Linked DNA regions of Rattus norvegicus: region 2 is linked to region 1. A link is a contact called in public Hi-C data. All regions are on one chromosome and are shown on one strand. The core of a region is the stretch at or near the end of the contact, and the rest is flanking DNA. Distances in the headings are between cores, read along the strand shown. Region 1 has its middle 26 kb from the start of Krt80. Region 2 overlaps LOC120093741 (a long non-coding RNA gene).

Region 1 (3,529 bases), core at 555-3,054:
ATGCCTACTCTTAAGCCCCGGAGCTCAAACAGAGCCTTACACACTACATGTAAAAGGCTATAGTCGGTGCGGGCGGAAGGGTGGACTAAGTCACAAAAGGTGGGTGGAGCTGGACAGGTACCACAAGCTGAGTCCTCGGGTCAGCCTGGTGGTTAGCGCGCAGAGGCCAGTGCCCCCTGAGGCTCCAGAGGAGGTGTCTGCCTGAGTCCTCATCCAGCATCCAGGCAGGCCCAGCAGGCTGAGGTTTAGTGAGACTGCCTTCCCTCATGCCAGTTCTGGCAAGTTCAAATCTGAGGGACACACATAAAAGAGGCATGTCCTTAAGATTGGGGATCTCTGCTCCTGCTGGAGGGGACCCATACACAAGCAGAAGCAGAAAGAGGCAAACCAGAGATGACTCGACTGACACCCGCATCACAGTGGAGGCTGCAATGCAGTGCAAAGTCTGTCACAGGGGGTTCCCGGAAGAAGGGAGGCCAAGTCAAAGGAGCACTAGAAGTGACACAGAAGACACAGAGAGTGACCTTGCTGGGCCAAGACTGCCCAGCGACCAGCAGGGCTCCTGAAGGTGAACGAGGAAAACTATGAGCTTCTGTAATGTGTGGGGGTCCCTGAAGTGCTCACCAGGATACAGCCCAAAAGCACAGACTGCAGCCTGGCGTCCCCTGGGAGTCTAGGATGTTGTTGGCGCGTGCCAAATTCTGGAAGACGGAACAAGTGGGTGGTGAGAGCCAGGGGCCGTAGCTGTTGAGAACCGCAGAGAGTGCCATCGTGGAGCGTGTTTGGTGAGGAGAGAGAGGAAGAGGGTCTTGTCTGCCTGGAGCAGACGCCAGGATCCACGCATGTCCCTACCCTGCCTGACCCCATTGTGCCAAGTTCTCTCTATTGTGATTGCTTTGTGGGGTCTCAGGCTTGTGACATTCCTGAGAGTTTTAATGACACTGAAGGTGAAGTCTCTGTATGAGGGGGGAGCTAAAGACGCCCCTACCATCCATCTGGGTTGATGTGGTGGGGCCTTCAGCTATGCTAGGAACCATGCTGACACAGCAGATTGACAGGGAAATCCTGGGGCCTTATGAGTCCCTCGGAGACCTATGGGTGCAGGGAGCAAGGGGAAGATGGGACTGATGGGTAAGCTGTTTATTTTGAACCATTGCCACCATCGCAGTGCCTAGTTACAGGCTATGGCAGGAAAGGGTCCTTCACAAAACCCCTTCCCAAATATCACTCGTCAATACCTAATCTTCTTAGGCTGAAATACCCAGCGTTTCAGGTATGGCGAGTTCAGCATACCAGTTGGCACCTTGAGCTTTCGGTTATCTGAGTTCCGGGGGTGGCGCACCCCTCCCAAGGGGGCTGCGCCCATAGTAACCGAGTTGATCGTATCCCGGCACTGGATGGGAGGGGTTGGGTCGTTCTCCGAGAGCTGAATTACACTTGCATAGTTTGTTGTAAGGCTTTTAAAAACTGAGACTCGAGGGCTGGAGAGATGGTGCAGCGATCCAGAGCGCTCGCCGCTGCTCTTAGCAGAGGAACCAGGTTGGATTCCTACCCAAGTTGGAGCCGCCCACGAGGAGCCGCTCACAACTATCTCTAACTCCAGGTCTAGGGAAACGTGAAACGCTCTTCCTTCTGGCTTCCGTGACGCACAGACGCGCACGCGGTCAAGACGCCCACATGCATAAAATAAAAATAAATCTTCTTCTCTTTTTTTTTTTTTAAGATGACGCATGAGAAAAGAATCCAGTACGGTGCCTGGCACAGAACGGTTGCTTAATAATGCTGCTAACAGCCACCACAAGCCTTAACCGGCTTTCCGAATCCCCAGTGGAGGTGAGATGGGCTTTCTATCAGGCCTCAGGAGCCTGTCCGTCGGAGCGATTAAGCCTACCTGTTCATTCTTGGAGATATAGTTAGAGAAAGCGAGGGTCAGAGAAATGGCCCCTTCTCTCTCAAGCAGTCACCCTTGCTCTCCAGTGGAAAAAGGTTTACCCGCCCAGACAACCAGAGTAGCAGCCACCACTGCCCTCTCCTGGCAGAGGCAAAACCAGCATGTCTCTGGAGCCTCCAGGAAAGGCAGAAAGAAAGCAGCTAGGGATGAGCTTGGAAGAGCTAAATGCCAGCCTCAGAACTACATATACGTGGCTCCAACTTTAGACCTCAGTTCTGAGAGTCTCTTAGGACCGACGCCCCTCTCCTCCCTGCGCTGCTTCCTCCCCAACACCATCCACTGAATGGCTGCCACAACGCCCAGACCTTACAGTGGCTACAGTGGTGACTCACCTGAAACCCTTCCCCTGCCTATCTGTTTCCTAAGGGTCAAGTCTGGAGTAACATCGTCTCCCCATAGACACGCCTGTCCAGGTACCATCCCCCTCTGAGACTCCACTGTCCCCTGTTCATCTCTGGGTTGTGCACCCAGCACGCAGCAGCATAGCCTGCACAGCCTTCTGATCCCTTTCTTGTGCTTTGGTTGGTATCCAGACAAAATAAGGAACCGTGCTAGATCGGATCTGAGGCCCACGCCACCAGAGAGAATTGACATCTGATACTGCGAACTCAGTCAGAAGCCCGTGGCCGAAGAGATCATAGACCCTAGTGGGGGAAACTATTGCTGTTGGCTTGCTAAATAGGCATGATGTGGTCAAGAAGAGCCTTCTGTGTCCATAGAATACTGCTCCTGTCGACTCTAGTGATCAGCAGTGGCTGTATAGATTGATACCTGGTCGAAAACAGAGACAAGAAATGATCATCAGACACTCATCCATAAATGGGACGTCTGTGTCATCCCTTCCAAGACTCAAGAAACATCTTGGAGAAAAGGAAGAGTAGAAACAATGTAAGGGCCTAGGGAAAATGGGGAATTGGGTGAGGGCTGACTTCTTGGCGCGATGTGGCTGCTGTACTCACGAATTCACACCGGCTGTGACTGCCTGCACAGAGTCAGCATAGGTTTGGGCCCCTGGAGATCCTGTCATAAACCTGGATGTGGCAGCACACGCCCTCGATTTCAGCACTAGGGAGGCAGAGGCAGTCTTTGTGTTGAGGCCAACCTGGTCTAGATAGAAAGTTCTAGGCCAACCGAGGCTACACAGTAAGACCCTGTCTCAGAAAAGGGGGAGGGGATCTGAAAGTGGAAGGGAGCTACCTGAGAAGAAAATTATTATGATCAAAATCAATGCACGTGTGAAAACGTAATGAAACCCATTGTTGGGTATGATTAATATGTGCTGGTAAAAATATTTTAAAGGAGAACCACACTTGGGATTTCCCACAGAGGGCTGATGGGGAGTTCACTAAGACACAGAGGTGAAGGGGGACTGCCTGTCACTTCCTAGGATTAGAAAGCACAGAAAGTCACCCCAGAACTGAAGGAGGCAGGATTGAGCAGGGAAAACCGTGGTGCTACTTGGACTTGAGGTCATGGGACTAGAGAGAGCACAATCTCCTCCCTCCATCTGGGGCAGCTGAATATCGAAGGCTGGATGGCATTCTGACGAGGTGTCTGACTCTGGACCTGCAGGGGGAG
Region 2 (3,480 bases), core at 76-2,575, 37 kb before region 1:
GACCAGGTCCACTCCTCTCAGCCCCAGAAACCAAGCTGTCTGTAGGTGCTGCATCTTCACCAGAACCCAGTGGGCTCCCCACATGGCCACAGGAAGCTATGGGGAGAGACTGACCTGGGAAGGAACCTTGGTCCTAGTACCTCCTGTTTGTGTGAACTTGACTCCTTTGCACCTTTATTTCACCATCCGTGCGGTGAGCACAGAAATCAGAGGCCTGAGAGGAAGTGGGTACCAAGCATGGAGCTGAGAAAGAGGGTAGGAGAGGGTGGTACAGGCTGGGCGGAGAACAAAGGTAGGCGCTCCCTGCACCTGGGCCAGGGACCCCGCTTCTCCTCCTTCAACCCCAAGCCCTTAGCCAACATGGCTTACAAGGGAGCAGGGAATCAGGAAGGTTTTTTAATAAAAGCAATGGGCCCGGGGAGTTAGTGCCTTGGATAAGAGTGCTTGCTGTCTAAGCATGAAGACTTGAGTTCAACCCCCCAGCACCCATGCAAAACCCTGGGTGTGGCTACACGCTCCTGTAACCCAGCACTGTCGAAGTGGACAGGAGGGTCCCTGAGGCTTGCTGGCTTCCAGCCTCGCTCTAGGTTCAGTGAGATACCCTCCCTCAAGGGGGTGAGCCTCAGAGGAGTACAGTAGAAAAGGACAGAGCAGGATACTCAAGTCTCTCTCGCCTCCGTGAGCGTGAACATAAGTATGTATACCCGTGCATACACCACACAACGTTCACACCCCACCAATCAGACCAGTGTGGGAGGTATTTATGGGAAGACACGGAATCCCTGAAACCAAGTCCTTTCCCCAACTCCCCAGCTCACCCAGGCTGGAGGTGAGGGCTGCTGGAACCTCCTGAGTGCTGGCACTCCTACCATTGAGCCCATTATCTGCTTTTATGAAAAGCATTTTCTGATGCCCTTGCCCCAGCCATGAGCTAGGTTGGCTAAGGGCTCAGGATTGCAGGAGACAGAGCAATGGCTCATGGGACAGGTGTGCCTGGAAGGCCTTCCTTTATTCTCTGCCTGCCTAGCAACCACATTCTAGTTACTACTGGATGCCAAACCAGACCTTCTCTGGGGAAATGTGGAGAGAAGGGGTTCTGAGAATTGGGGTAAGAAGGGGTGAGCCTCTGCTGGAGGTGCCACACCAGGACAGACTATAGAGTTCTGGCTTCCCAGAGACTCTGGAGGGAAGTCCCCACTGTCCCTAGTCCTTCCCTCAAATGGCAGATTATCTGTCACGGGTTATTTCTTGTCAGCCCACAGTACAGAATATACTTTACGTAGAGGCCGGCACATACGTATTGTCATGAAACTGTGCTTTGTGATACATGAGCTCTCCATCCTCATGACCCTCCAGTGAGTCACCAACAAACATTTGAGGAATCCTGTTGCAGGTAATGGGAGCAAGGTTCAGCTCAAGAGAGTTAAGTGTTCCCACCAGCTTAAAGGAGTAAGTGTTCCCATCAGCTCAAGGGAGTAAGTGCTCCCACCAGCTCAAGGGAGTAAGTGCTTCCACCAGGACAGGGACACCAACTCAACAGGTGAGAGAGCCTGCACGTCACATCAGCTCCTTCCTCCCTTCCTTACTTATAAGGTCTCATAAGCTGAGGGTGCAGAGAGAAAGTCACCCTTACTGTCCCTCTGTGACAGCCTCTCAGCACACCGTCTCCCTCCTCCCAGTCACTAGAGCACCAGAAGCCCTTTACGCTGGGTCAAGACCTAGGGAGACTGTGAAGATGTAAGATGAGTTTGGCACTCAGTTCAGGACCCACATCTACAGCCGGGTGTGCATCTCCCAGACTGGGGAAACGTTTAGCGAATCTCTATGAGCGAGGCATGGTCCTGGGCTCCCCTGCCATCTGAGCAAACGCCAAGTCGGGGAAGCAAACCTGTAAGAAGGGTAATGAAGATAAAACCACTTCCAAGCCATGAGAATACAAACAAGAGGCTATACGTTCACTGAAGGGGCAGCAAGCAAGAACAAGAAACCTTCTGCTTCCTCCTTCAGGATCCAGAGGCCACTTTAACATCATTTCAGTTATAACTGAGATACAAGGAGAAGGGCTGGCCGCCTTCTTACAAGGGAACTTGCCCAGGGTCTCAAGAACTCCCAGGCAGTTCCACACCCCCCTTGCTCCTCAGAGGTTGTCCCAGACCAGAGCATCTGGGCTCAGAGAAGCCTTCTCAGAAAGGACATCTCTGCTTGTGTTGGCAGGCACTGTCTGGTGACGGAAGGAGATCAGGTTGCCTGCTGAGGTCCAGGGCACCTTGTCGGGAGGGGCAGCGGAGAAAGAATTATCATCAGCTCAGCAGCAGACACCCAGCCCTGCCCAGAAAGAAGGCAGAGCCCACACCTGGGGCTTTCTGCCTAGGAATGCTACCTGCCAGCTGAAATCCTGGCCCACGCGAGCACCCTGAGGGCTGTGGGAGGGGGTGGAATCGGTGCTGCCCCCACCCCCACAGACACCCAGCAGGAAATGTATGGAGCTAGTCAACATCTCTCTAGCCACCAGGCCAGTGGCCCTATGGCTGACAAATAATGGGGCAGGAGCCAAGTCATTAGGCAGGGAGACTGTCATTAGAGCAGGTGATGCCACCATGCACAGACAATAGCAAATAGTCATTAGCGGCTGTGTCACGGGGTGAGGCAATGCCGCCGCGTGGGGGAGGGGACGGCCCTGGGTCCACACAAATGCACACATGCACACAAAGAGAAACGTACACTCACCCAGATACTCGCTCACGAGCAGAGGCGTGAGTGGAGGCACCCCCACCCTCACCTCCACTTAGGGGTGTAAAGGCACACTTGTATCTCCTCCACACATTCAAACACATGTTCTACACCCACGTGCACAATGGTGGCACACATTCCCATACGGGGGGGGGGATATCAGCGGACACTCGCCCGTTCACACCCAGAGGTGGGCTGTAGCAGATGCTGAGACGTGTCTACTCATGAGGGAATGTGAACAGACACACACCCGGAGGACAAGCTAGGTACCCACACTCGTGTTCACACAGGGGAGCAAACACACACACTCACACACACACACACAAACATTCACACATTCACACACACATACACACACATGCATTCACACACACATTCATGTTCACACACATACATTCACACATTCACACACACATTCACGTTCACACACACATACATTCACACCCACATACACACACATACATTCACACACACACATTCACATTCACACACACACATACATTCACACACACACACTCACACATTCACACATTCACACACACATACATTCACACACACATTCACACATTCACACACACACACACACACACACACACATCCAACAGGAGGTTCCCACATGCCCCCACCCCCACTACCTCTACTACAAATAGCTTACAAACTAGAAATAGAATCCAAGCAACCCCCTGAAGGCCAGCTCCTACCCTTCCCCACTAAAACTCTTGCAAAATCAAAATGGGTCACCGTGGCCAG

What was found. A called contact is a pair of places that touch in the nucleus more often than the background predicts.
Region 2: a contact with region 1 is called in a Hi-C map of the A7r5 cell line, with 3 times the contacts expected there. The contact joins two enhancer-like sites. A contact is called at or near these places in 8 of 12 Hi-C or Micro-C datasets (the A7r5 cell line, the Rat2 cell line, hepatocytes and 4 more).

What each region holds. Positions count from the first base shown.
Region 1 is chr7:134,335,661-134,339,189 of GRCr8, reverse strand. No RefSeq gene overlaps it. Among named protein-coding and RNA genes, the nearest start is that of Krt80, 26 kb to the left of the region's middle. Within about 2 kb of position 1,804, at least 8 of the 93 cell types and tissues checked have an H3K27ac peak or open chromatin away from gene starts, as enhancers often do. A contact at or near this core is called in the A7r5 cell line, where this site is marked.
Region 2 is chr7:134,371,791-134,375,270 of GRCr8, reverse strand. LOC120093741 (a long non-coding RNA gene) reads right to left here. Exons shown (of 4, transcript XR_010053115.1): 1 at 819-3,480. Among named protein-coding and RNA genes, the nearest start is that of Krt80, 9.7 kb to the right of the region's middle. Within about 2 kb of position 1,325, at least 5 of the 93 cell types and tissues checked have an H3K27ac peak or open chromatin away from gene starts, as enhancers often do. A contact at or near this core is called in the A7r5 cell line, where this site is marked.